4 separate regions of the Sus scrofa genome follow, and regions 2, 3 and 4 are each linked to region 1. The links are chromatin contacts, called in public Hi-C and promoter capture Hi-C maps. All regions are on one chromosome and are shown on one strand. Each heading gives the region's core, a stretch centred on a gene start, on an enhancer-like site or on the middle of the called end of the contact. The rest is flanking DNA. Distances are from core to core; before and after follow the strand shown. Region 1 has its middle 70 kb from the start of FASLG. Region 2 holds the start of TNFSF4 (TNF superfamily member 4). Region 3 holds the start of TNFSF18 (tumor necrosis factor ligand superfamily member 18). Region 4 holds the start of C9H1orf105.

The links. Promoter capture Hi-C pulls out the DNA fragments that hold promoters and counts their contacts. A called contact is a pair of places that touch in the nucleus more often than the background predicts.
Region 2: a contact with region 1 is called in a Hi-C map of liver, with 3 times the contacts expected there. The contact joins the promoter of TNFSF4 here to the enhancer-like site in region 1. A contact is called at or near these places in 1 of 5 promoter capture datasets (liver), 28 of 47 Hi-C or Micro-C datasets (adipocytes, adipose tissue, alveolar macrophages and 17 more) and 2 of 2 datasets of contacts at active chromatin or transcription factors (alveolar macrophages and skeletal muscle).
Region 3: a Hi-C map of liver shows a contact between it and region 1, with 9 times the contacts expected there. The contact joins the promoter of TNFSF18 here to the enhancer-like site in region 1. A contact is called at or near these places in 4 of 47 Hi-C or Micro-C datasets (heart right ventricle, liver and subcutaneous adipose tissue) and 1 of 2 datasets of contacts at active chromatin or transcription factors (alveolar macrophages).
Region 4: a promoter capture Hi-C map of liver shows a contact between it and region 1, with 5 times the contacts expected there. The contact joins the promoter of C9H1orf105 here to the enhancer-like site in region 1. A contact is called at or near these places in 3 of 5 promoter capture datasets (fetal liver, fetal skeletal muscle and liver), 8 of 47 Hi-C or Micro-C datasets (alveolar macrophages, embryonic fibroblasts, fetal heart ventricle and 5 more) and 1 of 2 datasets of contacts at active chromatin or transcription factors (alveolar macrophages).

Annotation. Positions count from the first base shown.
Region 1 is chr9:115,136,856-115,140,231 of Sscrofa11.1, reverse strand. No RefSeq gene overlaps it. Among named protein-coding and RNA genes, the nearest start is that of FASLG, 70 kb to the right of the region's middle. Within about 2 kb of position 1,546, at least 19 of the 83 cell types and tissues checked have an H3K27ac peak or open chromatin away from gene starts, as enhancers often do. A contact at or near this core is called in adipose tissue, alveolar macrophages, liver and 5 more, where this site is marked.
Region 2 is chr9:115,570,425-115,573,800 of Sscrofa11.1, reverse strand. TNFSF4 (TNF superfamily member 4) reads left to right here and starts at 1,534. Exons shown (of 3, transcript NM_001025217.1): 1 at 1,534-1,683. The coding sequence starts at 1,534.
Region 3 is chr9:115,459,171-115,462,546 of Sscrofa11.1, reverse strand. It overlaps TNFSF18 (tumor necrosis factor ligand superfamily member 18), which reads left to right and starts at 1,898. Exons shown (of 3, transcript XM_005667782.3): 1 at 1,898-2,870. The coding sequence starts at 2,658.
Region 4 is chr9:114,826,531-114,829,906 of Sscrofa11.1, reverse strand. C9H1orf105 reads right to left here and starts at 1,493. Exons shown (of 6, transcript XM_021063651.1): 1 at 1,402-1,493. The coding sequence starts at 1,493. It also overlaps a transcript of PIGC not described here.

The DNA of each region.
Region 1 (3,376 bases), core at 297-2,796:
TAAGTGAACAGGACACTGGAGTTTCCACTGACTTTCGACCTCCATACATTTTCACTGGGACACATGTGGGAAGCAGACCTCACTGGGGTCAGTCCAAAACATCCACTGGCATCCAAACTTCCTGAGGAGACTCATTCCCTAGGATTTCCAGGACAAGCCTTCAGCCCCTCCCTCCCTCTTCTAAGCCCTAGTAATATAAGCAGGAAACCACTGGACAGAATCCAGTTCTCTGCAAAAAAGTTCACAATGAGATAGGAAAAGAAAGGGGAGTTAAAAAGGATCTGAAGGTCTGTAATTGGTCTTTGAAAATAAATGCTATGGCAACATTCATATTAAAAACACACACACAAGGGGTTCCTATTGTGGCTCATGGGTAGAGTCCATGAGGACACAGATTTGATCCCTGGCCTCATTGAGTGGATTAAAGATCCAGTATTGCCACAAGCTGGGGCATAGATTGCTGTTGCTATGGCTGTGGCTGTAGAACAGGCCTCAGCTTCAGCTCTGACAATCCCTAGCCTGGAAACTTCCACATGCCGCAGGTATGGCTATTAAAAAAAAAAAAAAAAAGTACAAGAAAAAAATACCCATTTATTTACCTTCTGCGTACATTGGGCCATTTTATTTATTCTTCAAAACAGCTCTAGGAGATAGTATTAATATCACCACTTCACAGGTGAGGAGACAGAGTCTAAGGAATGTGCCCCAAGTCACCTTTCTTATCAGGGGAAGAACTGAGATGGAACTTCTGAGAGTCTGGCTTTAGAATCTATTCTTTTCTGCTGTGCCACCTGGAGCTCTGATCTCCAGAAAAGAGAGAAAGGGAAGGAAAGAAACTTCCTCCCTCCTTCCTTAGCCTGCACTCCATGCCTCTCCATCATCAATTTCTCAGGTACTCTTGTGCCCTTGAATCAAATTCCCAGCTTCCATGGACTCAAGAAACATGGAATACTGATCACCCTTTGCCTTTGATCCTGACAACTGTAATAGGACATCAGCAAGAGAAAAACAAAATCCCAGTTCTCCCCTAGTTCTCATTAATAGGAAATACTAAGGGCTTAAAACCCATAGGTAGATATGCAAGTAGACTATACTATTTTAAGTGTAACCTAAAAGCTTACAGAAGCACGAGATTTTAAAGGAAAATTACTTCTGAAGACCAGAGTAACTTGTGAATGACAGTTTCTGAGTACAAATAAACCATCAGGTCCTTGTTAAAGCTGGCACTGATGTATTTGAGACATAAGAAGGATGCCAGGATGGAGTGGGTGGGGACAGGGGTTGGTACAGAACTGGCAGGAAGGTCTGGGGAGAGTGGATCTGAGCGACACTGCTAGGAAAGCTTTCTACACACGAAAGGGGAAATTAGGAAAGGAGGAACTCCCTCCATGGACATTGGGGTCTGGATCTCAGCCATGACAAAGACCAGGAAAGGAACCCGCAGATGACTCTCTGGAACAGAGGTCACAGAATGATTGCTCCAGCCCACAGCTATGTTTTGCTTGGCTCACTTGGTGCTTTCTAAACCATGAGTCAGTGCCAGCATTTAAAAAGCAGGAAATGTCACATAAATTAGTATTTCCGACTTCTCTTGAAAAATTAGAAGACTTGTAATACCTTGCCCACATCCCCACATGGAAACAAGCTGAGGTCACCTAGGCTCTTCAGAGAGGCTGAGTCTGGCCTGGTGCCCACCCAGGCAAGGCACCCACTTAGCCTCCTCCCTGGGAGTATTTGTGTCCTCAGCTTCTGATCCAGCAGTGGCTTCCCAGGACACTGAGACAAGCTGTTCTGCCACAAAGGACAGAGTATTTTATCCAAAAACTGCCTGCTCACCCAGCATGCAGCCCGTAGACAGGGAAGTGATCACAGGTATCAGAGGCAGCGCCCTGCACCCATGTTAAGCACTCCCATGACGAGATGCCAACTTTGCTTCCCCCAAAAATTGCCGTTATTTCCTTCACATATCTTAATTTGTTGCCACACCTCAATATTTACTATTCTCTAAATATTCTTCCCAGATTTGTACCCTCTGTTTGGAATGCTTTCCCCCCTCTACTTGCTTCTTCCCACTCCCTATGTCCAACCTATGCCCATCCTTCAAGGTCCATATCAAATTTGTTCTGTGAAGCCTTCTTCCATTTTTGTAGTCAGAATTAATCCCTGCCTCCTGTTTTACTATAATATTGGTTTAAACATCTACTGTAGGATTACCACAATTTGATTTGGTTAATCTTTCTTTCTGTTAACTCCTGAATTCTTGAAAGCCAGAAATTGCCTCTTATTTATCTTTGTGCCCACCCCTTCTCCACACCCACTCCTCTCAGTTCCTAACAAAGTACCTCATGCAGAGTAGATAGTCAGTAATTGGTGAATAGTTTTTAAAGATCATGGAGGCACTGGTTTCTACTGCCATCTAGTGACCATAATGTAGAATTATGCCTAAAGCCATTGCCATCTTGTAGGAACTGAAATTCCAAAGCCACGCTAGCAAAGGAAACCATTTAAAAAAAAGACAAAAAAAGAAAAGACACTCCACAGAATGGGAGAAAATCTTTGCAAACAAAGCAACCAACAAGATATTAATCTCCAAAACATACAAACAGCTTATACATCTTTATACCAGAAAAAAAAAAATTAAAAAGTGGTCAGAAGATCTAAACAGACCTTTCTCCAAAGAAGATAGATGGCTAAAAAGCACACAAAAAAATGCTTAACATCATTAATTTTTATAGAAATGCACATCAAAACTGCAAAGTGCTATCACTTCACACCACTCAGGATGTCCATCATAAAAATTTACGAATAATAAATACTGCAGTGGGTGTGGAGAAAAGACAACACTCCTACACTGTTGGTAGGACAGTAAGCTGGTGAAACCACTATGGAGAACTGTATGGAATTTCCTTAGAAACTCAAAATAGAGTTACCATATGAACCAGCAATCGCACTCCTGGGCATATATCCAGAGAAAATAATAATTTGAAAAGATACATGCACCCCTATGTTCATTGCAGTACTATTTAGCCAAGACATGGAAGCACCTTACATGTCCATCAACAGAGGACTGGATCAAGAAGATGTGGTACATATATACAGTGGAATACCACTCGGCCACAAAAAAGAATCAAATAATGCCATTTGCAATAACTGGATGGACCTAGAGATGATACTAAGTGAAGTAAGTCAAAGACAAACATCATGTGAGATCACAAATATGTGGAAAATTGGGATTGACATATATACACTCCTATATATAATATAAATTAGTAAGATGGACCTACTGTATAGCACAGGGTAATCTACTCAATACTGTGTTATAATCTATATGAGAAAAGAATCTGAAAAGAAACGAACATATGTACATGTATAATTG
Region 2 (3,376 bases), core at 285-2,784, 430 kb before region 1:
TGATAGGGAGCTCAGAGAGACATACTTGCTTGCCCACAGAAGAGTTGTTCTGTCTTAAAAGCCTCTCTGCAGCATGCCTATGCTATTCAATAAAGTACTGAGCTTACTGTGTACTCAGTAAATATTTAATTTGAACTTGACATTATCAATAATTTTATGATTAATTTCATTTTATCATTTATTTCATTTATTAAGGGCAAGTAGATTCTCTTGGTAGAATATTCTTACTTTCCAAATTCTGAGTCTACTCCTAACCTAAAACAAAGGAACAACCTCAAAGCTTATCTGAAACTATTAATTTGTTCATTCATGCAAAAATTATGTATGGAGAAGATGTAAAGGAGAGGGAAGGAGAAAAAGTCAGGATACTCTTCTGCTTCTTTCCTGCTCTGCTTAAAATTAATCATGTAAGTGTTCACTAAATTTGTTTCAAAGAATTAAATGAGAAAATAAGATTGTAAGGTTGAAAGCACAGTGCCTGACACATAGTAGATGCTCAGTATATGCTAGTTTATTTATTTACTACGATGCAATGGTCCAAAACTAGAAGATATTACTCCTTTATTTCTGCCTGATCTATTGTCCTATTTTCATCCTTTCTTTTTCTTTCCTTTTTTTTTTTTTTTTTTTTTTTTTTTGTCTTTTGTCTTTTGTTGTTGTTGTTGCTATTTCTTGGGCCGCTCCCGCGGCATATGGAGGTTCCCAGGCTAGGGGTCGAATCGGAGCTGTAGCCACCAGCCTACGCCAGAGCCACAGCAACGCGGGATCCGAGCCGCGTCTGCAACCTACACCACAGCTCACGGCAACGCCGGATCGTTAACCCACCCAGCAAGGGCAGGGACGGAACCTGCAACCTCATGGTTCCTAGTCGGATTCGTTAACCACTGCGCCACGACGGGAACTCCTCTTTTTCTTTTTTTTTTCTTTTTTTTCATTTCAAGAATGGTCTGTATGTGCGTTTTTTTTTTTTTTCCCCTCAAATCTGAAGAATAAGTTCAATGCTTATAGTTACCCAATAGGGTGTGGACAAGAACTTAAGCCTAGCATTTCCCTTAAATCTCTTCTAAGATTAAGACGTCTTGGGGAAGGGATAGATGAGTTCCTACATCAACGGATGATGATTTTTATCTTTATCAAGTGACCCACAATTTGGTTACTGGTGCAATGAGAAATTAAGAAAATAGCACACTTTTATGACTGTCATTTCACAGTCACTCAAATCAGAACTGGAATGCCACAAAAACAACTCCCTGTTAGCCCAGAGAAAAAAAAGAAAGAAAGTAAAGGGGAAATTCAGATTAGTCACAAAGAAGTTCCCCCGCCTGCCTGCAAAAGCTGCAGCATTAAAACTGAGAGAGTCCGCTCTGCTCTTTCAATTGCCTCTTATCTCTGGTCCTGGGAGCTCTGTGTATTTTCTAATTGATACGCCTTCTTTTGGCTTTATCTCCTTCTTTGCTGGAAAGAGATCATTCTTCCCTCTGTCAGATTCCTGTGTGTCACAGTTTTTATCTTCCTTGCATCCAGATTGTGAAGATGGAAGGGGTCCAACCCCTAGATGAAAATGTGGGAAACGCACCAGGACGAAGACTCTTGAGGAACAAGCTATTGTTGGTGGCCTCCGTAATTCAGGGTCTGGGGTTGCTCCTGTGTCTCACCTACATCTGCCTGCACCTCTATGCTCAGGTAAGATGCACCACTGGCATGTCCTTTCCTCCAGGTCATGCCGATGGCAGCTTATGGTCACTTGGAAATAATCTGACTCCAGAATTGTTCACTTTTTCTCCTTTTCTCCTCAGCAATTGTAAAGTGTGGTCAAACACCCTCCTGTCTCTCTTTTCCTTCCTTTTTTTCATCAATGGCAGTGGTGAGGCACAGTGGCAGGGGCACTGCTTCTGAAGATTTTTTTTTTTTTTTCTTTGCAATATAAGAATTCTGGTATTCCTTTATGAGCTGTCACTTTGAAGCTCTGAGTCACTGATATACCTACTTGGTTTACCTGTTCTGCTAGTGAGCATCTGACCATGGAATTTATTTAAAAAGGAAATAAGAGAGAGACCATTTCCGCTCTCCCATCATATTCATAAACCCCATAGATACTCGAGGAGATATGCTTTTTGAACAATGCTGAAGGTATTCACTGTTAATTTCTTTTAAGTAGCTAACCTGTATATTTTAAGGGCAGAGATATGTGTTTTCACATCTGTATGTGCACATTGGCCAACCGTTTACCTCGGCAACTTAATCCAATACTGTTCCTCACAGTCTTTCTCTACCATTCACAACTTATAGACATCACTTTGTCCAATACATTATGTAGGAGGTAATCATCTTTTTAGTACTTTCATCACATAAATAAAGGTATTCTTTCTATTCCCCTCTTTTTATCCTGGTCTCTTTTACATTATTTTTCTTATTTACTTGCTCATATCTACAAATATTATTAACTCTTTAAGGATGTTCTTGACTGTGGGAGATTCCACTGCAAAGAAAATAAATGAATAGTCAGTCTCTCCATGTTCCCTTGTTGGGGTTAGTCTGATAATTCTTGTTTCCCCTGTGGTTCCTCTGGGTTAGAAAAGTCTCTCCCTGGTAAAGGTCAGACAGTAGGAACTTCTATTTCTGATGGCTAGGTCAGAGACTGGGGACCTCAAGTTAGATCAGAATAAGATGAACAGAGTCCTAGTCAATGCCTGGGCTTATCTTTGCCTACAGGAAACAGGTTTTCAGTGCATAAAGGCTAGTGAGAGTATGGTTATAACCACTGTACGGCAGAGTACTCCTGTCCCCAATTCCAGAAGAGTAGCCGATGTCATGCTCAAGTCTGTAGATCAGCGGGTACCACAACACACCCATCCTCTCCTCATCACGCCACACGTTTCCTTCTCTGTGCAGAACCAACCCTTTGGGTAAAAATGGAGTAGGTGATCTGGGGAGAGGGTGTGGGGGAGGAGCAAAGTGTCCATGGCAGGATGCCCAAGACATAGACCGGAATTAGGCTCTTCCGAGAAGAAAACGCAGTAACCCAAAATAGAACAGCTGTATTTGTTCACCAGGTCCGGGAGCCCTGAGAGTACTTTTTCAAACAACCACAGTGTTACATATTTCCTTACACTGTGGGATGATAAAAAGACAGAGCAGATGGCCCGAGTCAAGACTCAACAATTAATTGCACTAGGGCTGTGAGCAGGAGAGAGCAAAAGGTAAAACAGACATAGACGCGTAGCCAGCTGGTGGCGGGGCTGCCCCAGACCGTCAATACCCAGGGGACGCAGAGAAGAGGGATCCGTTCTAGCAAGTCACTCAGCAGTTCTATGCCAGAGACTGGAAGGGAGGCTGAGTGCTGGTTTCCAGGACACTAGAATTCATGGTGAGCTTA
Region 3 (3,376 bases), core at 649-3,148, 320 kb before region 1:
ATAGCCAAGTTTCTCTATATATAATTCATTCTGAATTCAAAACAACCACTTTAAGCTGCTTAATCTGGTGTATCTTGCATGCTTTTTTTTAATCTGAAAAAAATAGGAAGAAAATATTCTTCTACATGTTTTTCTGAAATTCCTCATTTTGCAGCTTTTGAATGAGAACTACCAGATCTATTTAAAAGTATGGTGTTTTGTCATTGTTCATATTGCATTCTTTTTAAAAATCTTGAACATTTATGGATATTTACATCTCAAGTTTTACCTCTGCCTCAAGAGTCCCCTCCATTATCCTTCAAACAATCCATTTCCAACCTGTCTTCTCAACTATTTTAACTTTTCTAGATCTTTCTGCTTTCCGAGGCTCTCTCTTCTAGCATTCATTTGGGTTCATGTTATGCTATGTGCAAGGGTTTTAATCTAGCTGCATTGCAAATTCCTTGACATCTGTGCTTTTTTAAATATCTCTCAAAGCTCTTAGCATAGTACTAGGCTGCTAGACAATCTTTGACATGGATTTGCTAATTGGACTTAATTGAAAAAAATCTTATTCTGAGTATGAGACAGTGACAAGACATAAACATAAGAGCTTGGGTTTGGTGTTCATTTATTTCTTGTCACATCTTGAGCTCTCACATCTAAGATGTCAATTCTGATAGCTTACACTGGTCTCTTTTTAGTGTAAGCTATCAGACTCTCAAAAGTCTTCCCTACTGTCACTTGTCCTAAACTGAAATTTCTTCATTTCAGAACCTGGTTCATGGAAAGAAGCCTTGGAATGTATTCTTCTGATAAGCATTGTCATCTTTTTAAAGATATTTTCATAAGGTTGAAATAATTAATCAGGATATTCCAGAGCCTCATCTTGGTTAAGGGCAGAAGAAGAAGGAACTGGATTTTATTTGGAACATAGCCTTATTTAAATATTTATTGAAGTGAGTAAGCAGAGGCAATTTTACCCCAAATTTGAAGAGAAATCTGGAGAAGCAACGAATCAGAGAAGCAGAAAGGAGTCTGACTTTTCAGTGGTCAATTTTAAATTCTGTGCTGATACACATGCATTTCGGATCTGATGAAAAGGGAGAATTGTAGATACGTTGCATGACTCTTCTGGAGTCGGTTTATTATTCATCCCTACATCAAAGCATTTAGGGCAGAGCCACAAAAATAATAATTTTGTATGGAAAAATTATTCTTGTGTGGTTTGGTGACTCTTCGCTTCAGAGATACTATTTGATCAAGGTAAAATAGGGCCATGTTAAAGCTGACAACTCAGTGAGAAATATTGCTGCAGTTACAGTGGTACTAAAACAAGATGATGGGCTTAAAAAAAACTTAGGTACCCCTGGGCCCAGGTTCCCACTCCACTCTTACCCAGCTGTTAGTGGTGTGATATACCTCTCAACCTCTATTATCCTTTGCGGTCTCTTTCATAAATGGAGATGTTAAATATCAAGGCTTTTCCCTTCACATGAAATATTTGATTCTTTATAATTTTTTTTCTTTTAAATACTTTCATTTTATTTCCTTCCATTTAAATGAACTTCAGTTGAATTGTCCTCTGTGTTAAATATTAAAAAAATTTTTTTCCAGGATTTCGTAATCGACTCAGTCTTCACAACACATCTAAGAAGGGTGGAGAAGAGAGAAACACTTATGGAACACTTCTTATGAGCCAAACCTTTCATGCCTGTTTCATTCTTGAAGAAGTCTTTGAAGTTGAAATTTTTCTCCATTTTATAGCCAAGAAACAAAGAAATCAAGCAAATGCTGAAGGCCACTGAAGATAAAGGCTGGGCAGGACCAGGCTCCCCTCTCAGGTCTGTCAGATTTAAAAGTCCATGTTTTTGTCTACTATGTGGTTCTGGAACTCTGTTAAAAAAAAAAAAAGTAGGCATTCCATTTAACAAATGAAAAGGCTAAGGCATAAAGAACCAGGAGAGAGAACCGGAGATTTCCTCAATTTTAGTGTAGTAAATCAACAGTTTTAGTGCTAGGAAGTTTTTTGGAATAGAGTGTAAACTCAGATGGTAGGACAGGGTGCATGAAAATATCCTTTTCTATGATAACTTTATTTCTGTCTGATGTCAGCATTGAAATTTCAGAGTATTAAAATGGTGAGGTATGAAAAAACTAAGCTTGTTGTTATTGACATATTTTTAAAAATAAAATTCTAGTAATACATTACTGTTTTCTAGAGATTATCTCAGAATGGACACATTGTATACCCTAGCAATTGATGAAAATATTTTTCCCAAACCATGAACCCCAGCATCCTTAGCTCCCTGACCTACTGCCTCCCACAAACATGATATTTGGAGTATGATAGACCTTCATCTTGAATTTCATTCTTTTTCTTACAAAAGTAATTTTCTTATCTGGAAATAATTTGTAATGTTGAATAGTTCCATAGTTCCTCTTGCTTCAGAAAATATTTATTTTTCCTCTTAACTTCCCTTGTTGGGTTTTTTTTTTTTAAATCATCTGTGTTTGTGTTGGCTTCTAGCCCTCAGTTCCAGCACCTTTGGTCTGGTGCCAAATGTTAGTCAGCACTTAGGCTAAAAGTATCGTTTTCCAACACCCAGATCAGAAGGAAAACTCCGCCTCTTACACCCACTACTTAGTGCTATACTACAAAACTGACTAGTTGAATCATGTGCTCATTACTTCTGAATTTCTGCTTTTCACAACTCTCATTCCTGCAGAGAATGAGTTTGAGCCACATGGAGAATATGCCTTTAAGCCATTCAAGTCCTCACGCAGCACAGAGACCATCCTGGAAGCAATGGCTACTCTACTCAACAATAGTTATTTTGCTATTACTTTGCTCCTTCAGTGCACTAATCTTAACTTTTCTCCCACTCAAGGTAAGGAGACAACAGTACCTAAGGTTGCTGTTTATTGTACTCCATTTTGCTTTGGTAAGTCTAGTTATTATCAATGTCACTCAGTATTGTTAGAGCTAACTTGAAGATAGAGACATGTGGGTACAGATAATGTAAATATAATTCCAGTTTTGTCATGGCATATGGATTTTGAGGCTTATATAAATGTTTTGAAATAAAAAGTAGTAGAAAGTTCTAAGTGTTAGCAGCAGAAATGAGTTAGAGGGAATCAGTCAATTGACAGAAGCCTTTGGAGTATTTCCTTCTTTTCTAGACCTTTGCTAAACCCTCTTAGCATAAATAATAAGATGCAAAACACGAGGCTTTCCCTCAAGGAATGGGATTCAAGTTACAGTCTTGTTGAGGAAAAAGACATAAAGAGATATTAGACAGAATAAGGTAAGTAACAGGTGGTTAGTGTATCTCAGAGGAGGGAAATGGCACTGAATAGGAGTAGAAAGATATGGATTCTGGTTCTAGGCCTCTCA
Region 4 (3,376 bases), core at 244-2,743, 310 kb after region 1:
TCCATCTGTCATTGTCGTGCAAATTTGTACCTGCCCCTAATTAACAGGTGCTAAATTGTCATTACCCATGCTGATCCTTGAGGTACTAACTCTTAATACGAACTAAGTCACCTGTGTTTTTTTTTTAATAAACAAGCCTTCAGGTTTACTCAATCTAGGATTGCTGCTTTATACTAAGACAGTAGCTAGAGTTCAAATATATTCAAAGCTATGAAAAACAAAACAAAACAAAACAAAACCGAACAACAAGTACTTCATAGGTGCTCTGAAAATACACAGAACTGTCTAGCTGCTTACTGAGAATGTGGTTTTTAAAAAGTGCATCGGACAAAGCAAAGGTACCTGTTATTGGAAGGGGGATGAGGAGAGAGTATTCCTCATGGAGAGTCATTTATTCATGGCAGGAGGGTATGTGACAGCTACCAACAGGGGAACTCTTTTCAGAGAGTATAGTCTTTCTAGCAAATGACGTTACATGCCAGGGAGCCAACTTTTCATCTATGATGTGCCTATGGACCTGTCTCCTGGCCTGCCCTTTCCTTAATCTTCCCTGATTTCTCCCATTCACCCCTACGTGAACCTCTTACCTACCCTCCCTTTCATTCCCCCCTTCCAGCCCGGTGTCTGTCACCAAATTCAAGCATCGAAACTGGGGGAGGAGGAGTTCCCACTGTGGCTTAAGAATCTGAACTGTAGTCGCTCAGGTCCAGATGGAAGTGAGGGTTCAATCTCTGGCCCCACACAGTGGGTTAAGGATCTGGCTTTGCCACAGCTGCAGCATAGGTCGCAGTTAAAATTTGTAAATTTCAAACTAATGCGAGGAGAAAAGGTAAAATGATGAAGAGGATGGAAGTTTTTTGAAAGTCAGTGCCTATGGGTAGAATTCTTTTGTATATATTTTTCTTCCTTTTTCCCCCTTTCTCTTTTTTTTTTTAATGGCTGTACCTGCAGCACATGGAGGCTTCTGGGCTAGGGGTCAAATCAGAGCTGCAATCGAAGTCCCACACCAGTCATGATCCAGTCGCATCTGTGACCTACGCTGCAGCTTGCAGCAATGCCAGACCCTTAACCCACCGAGCAAGGCCCGGGTTTGAGCCCACATCCTCACAGACACTATATCAGACTCTCAAGCCACTGAGCCATAAAGGGAACTCCCAAAAATTCTCTTGTATTGTTTAGTTGTGGTGGTACAGAGGAAGGTTAATTGGCCTTCTTCAGCCAGGCCAATTCTCAGGGCTCACTTTTGTCTCAGAAACCTTGACCATTTCTGATTTTTTAGCACTTTACTTCTTTCCCTCAACCGACCAGCTGTGCCCCTTGAATAATTGCCCCTAACTCTTAAGAAATCATCTTCTATGAGGTCTTTCTTGAGACCTTTGCTCTCAGTGGCTGAGCTATTACCTTTTGGGGAGGCTGAGTATTAATGGCTTGTTCGTGAGGCTGGCCTTGCTAAACCAGGGAGTCTTGTCAAATCTTGGAACAGAAACCTGGAGAGAAATGGAAAGAGATCATTTTGCAGGATTTATTCCTCCCGACCATTGCCATTGTTAGGATGACCAAAGTCAGTGCAGTCAACACTTTATAAAACATTTTTAAGTTTTGTATTTGACCCTGTTGACTCTCCCAAGAGTAAACAGTGTTATCTCCATTTTACAGATGAAGAAATCAAATCTTAGTGTGATTTGCTAAGTCACACAGCTAGTGAGTGAATTTAGGTTTTCTGACTTTTGTGTCTACTATATCCCTTTGCTTCTTCATTATTCCTAGCTGTTTATGTATCCTCTAAAATGTCCATGACTTCAACTGAACTTTATCAGCCTCCTATTCTAAGTGTTTGGCTGCTTTCAGTCACAGGGCCCTTCTCCCTCATCCCTTCTAGGAGACAAAGAAGAAAGAACTGTACTTTGAAGCTACAGACAACTGGATGTCAGTCTTGGTTAATGAAGCTGTAAAACAAGTGGATGTTGATATTGACTAATCCACTTTCCAGCAGCATGGCCTTGGACAAGTCACAACCTCTCCCAGCATCAGTTTTGTCTTCCGCGAAAGGACGACATTATTATCACTTCACAGATCAATGCATGAGTCAGAAAGTTCCACGAGGGCAGGAATTTTTTTTTTTTTCTATTGCTTAGCTGCTGTATCACTAGCACCTACAGCAGTGCTTGATACTTGCAGAAATTTAGTGAATGTGTCTAGTGTATTCATGGATGCTTCGAAAGTCCCTAGCCGAAGGTCTGGTTTCATAATAGAGCGCGATCAAAGTAGCCATTATAATCTCTCTTCTCCCAGTCCAGCCTCTGTCCTTTGCCTTTCTGGTGCCAAATCCCAATCTCCATGTCCAGGATTTGCTTTCCAGGCATCACCCATTCTTCTAGGGAGAGGAGCCGGGAGTTCCCTTGCGCGGCCAGGAGGGGGCAGCAGTGACCTCAAGGCCGCGCGGGCAGAGGAAGGACGCTCTGGCCGCAGAGGTTGTGGCGGCCCCGGAAGTGCTCGGCCGCCGGCGCGACCCCGGCGCCCCGGATGGGGAAGGAGGCGGGCGGCCGCCCTCGCCCGGCCGCGCACCCCTAGGAACTCGCGGGCAGGTGGGTTCCGAGTGGGAGTCAGTATTTCCGGGCCTCCTCCGCCATCCCCCGCAGGGCCGAGGCTGGGTGAGGGGTGGCGGCGGGCGGGGTACACCCTCGGGGACACCCTCCCCTTCCCCACCCCCTCCCCAGCCCTGTCCCCGACCCAGCGGGCGGGCGTTGCCCTTTTCAGCGCCTGGGACCCTCCAGCCCCCTGCGGCGGCCGTGAGATGCCGGGGCTGGGGTCCCTGCTGCGGTGAGGGAGCCTCCCAGGGCGTCTGGTTTGTGAAGCAAAACCTATCATGGTCTCCATGGAAGACGTAAGGTCGGGCCATAAGAATTTTCTTCGCAGACCTGCTGGATGATCTTGGTATTTCTGACTCTTAGTTTTGCAGTAGTGGAAAGGAGATCATTATCTCCGATCCTTCCTAGAGTTTCGCGTTAAATAAGTAGAATGATAACTCTTTTTAAGGCTGCTAAACTCGGTCAAGGGATTAAGAATCTCCAGTCCTTGGCTTTAGTTAAATAAACCTTAGAGCTTGTACCTTTATTATTATGAGGTTTTTGTTTTTAGACCGGTAACTTTTTTCAGTAATAGATGCCTCTGAGAACCCAGTAAAAGCTTTGGATCCTAGCCTTAGAAATCTGCATAAATTACAACTACAAATATGCATTGACTGGGAGGGTTGTTGAAGGGTCTGAAGCCCATCCATAGACCTCAGGGATATGTGAACCCCTGAGTTAAGAACTAGTTTAGAGGGAGACATGTGAAGCCTTTGGGAAAGAAGTTTCCTTTGAATCTGGCTCCACTA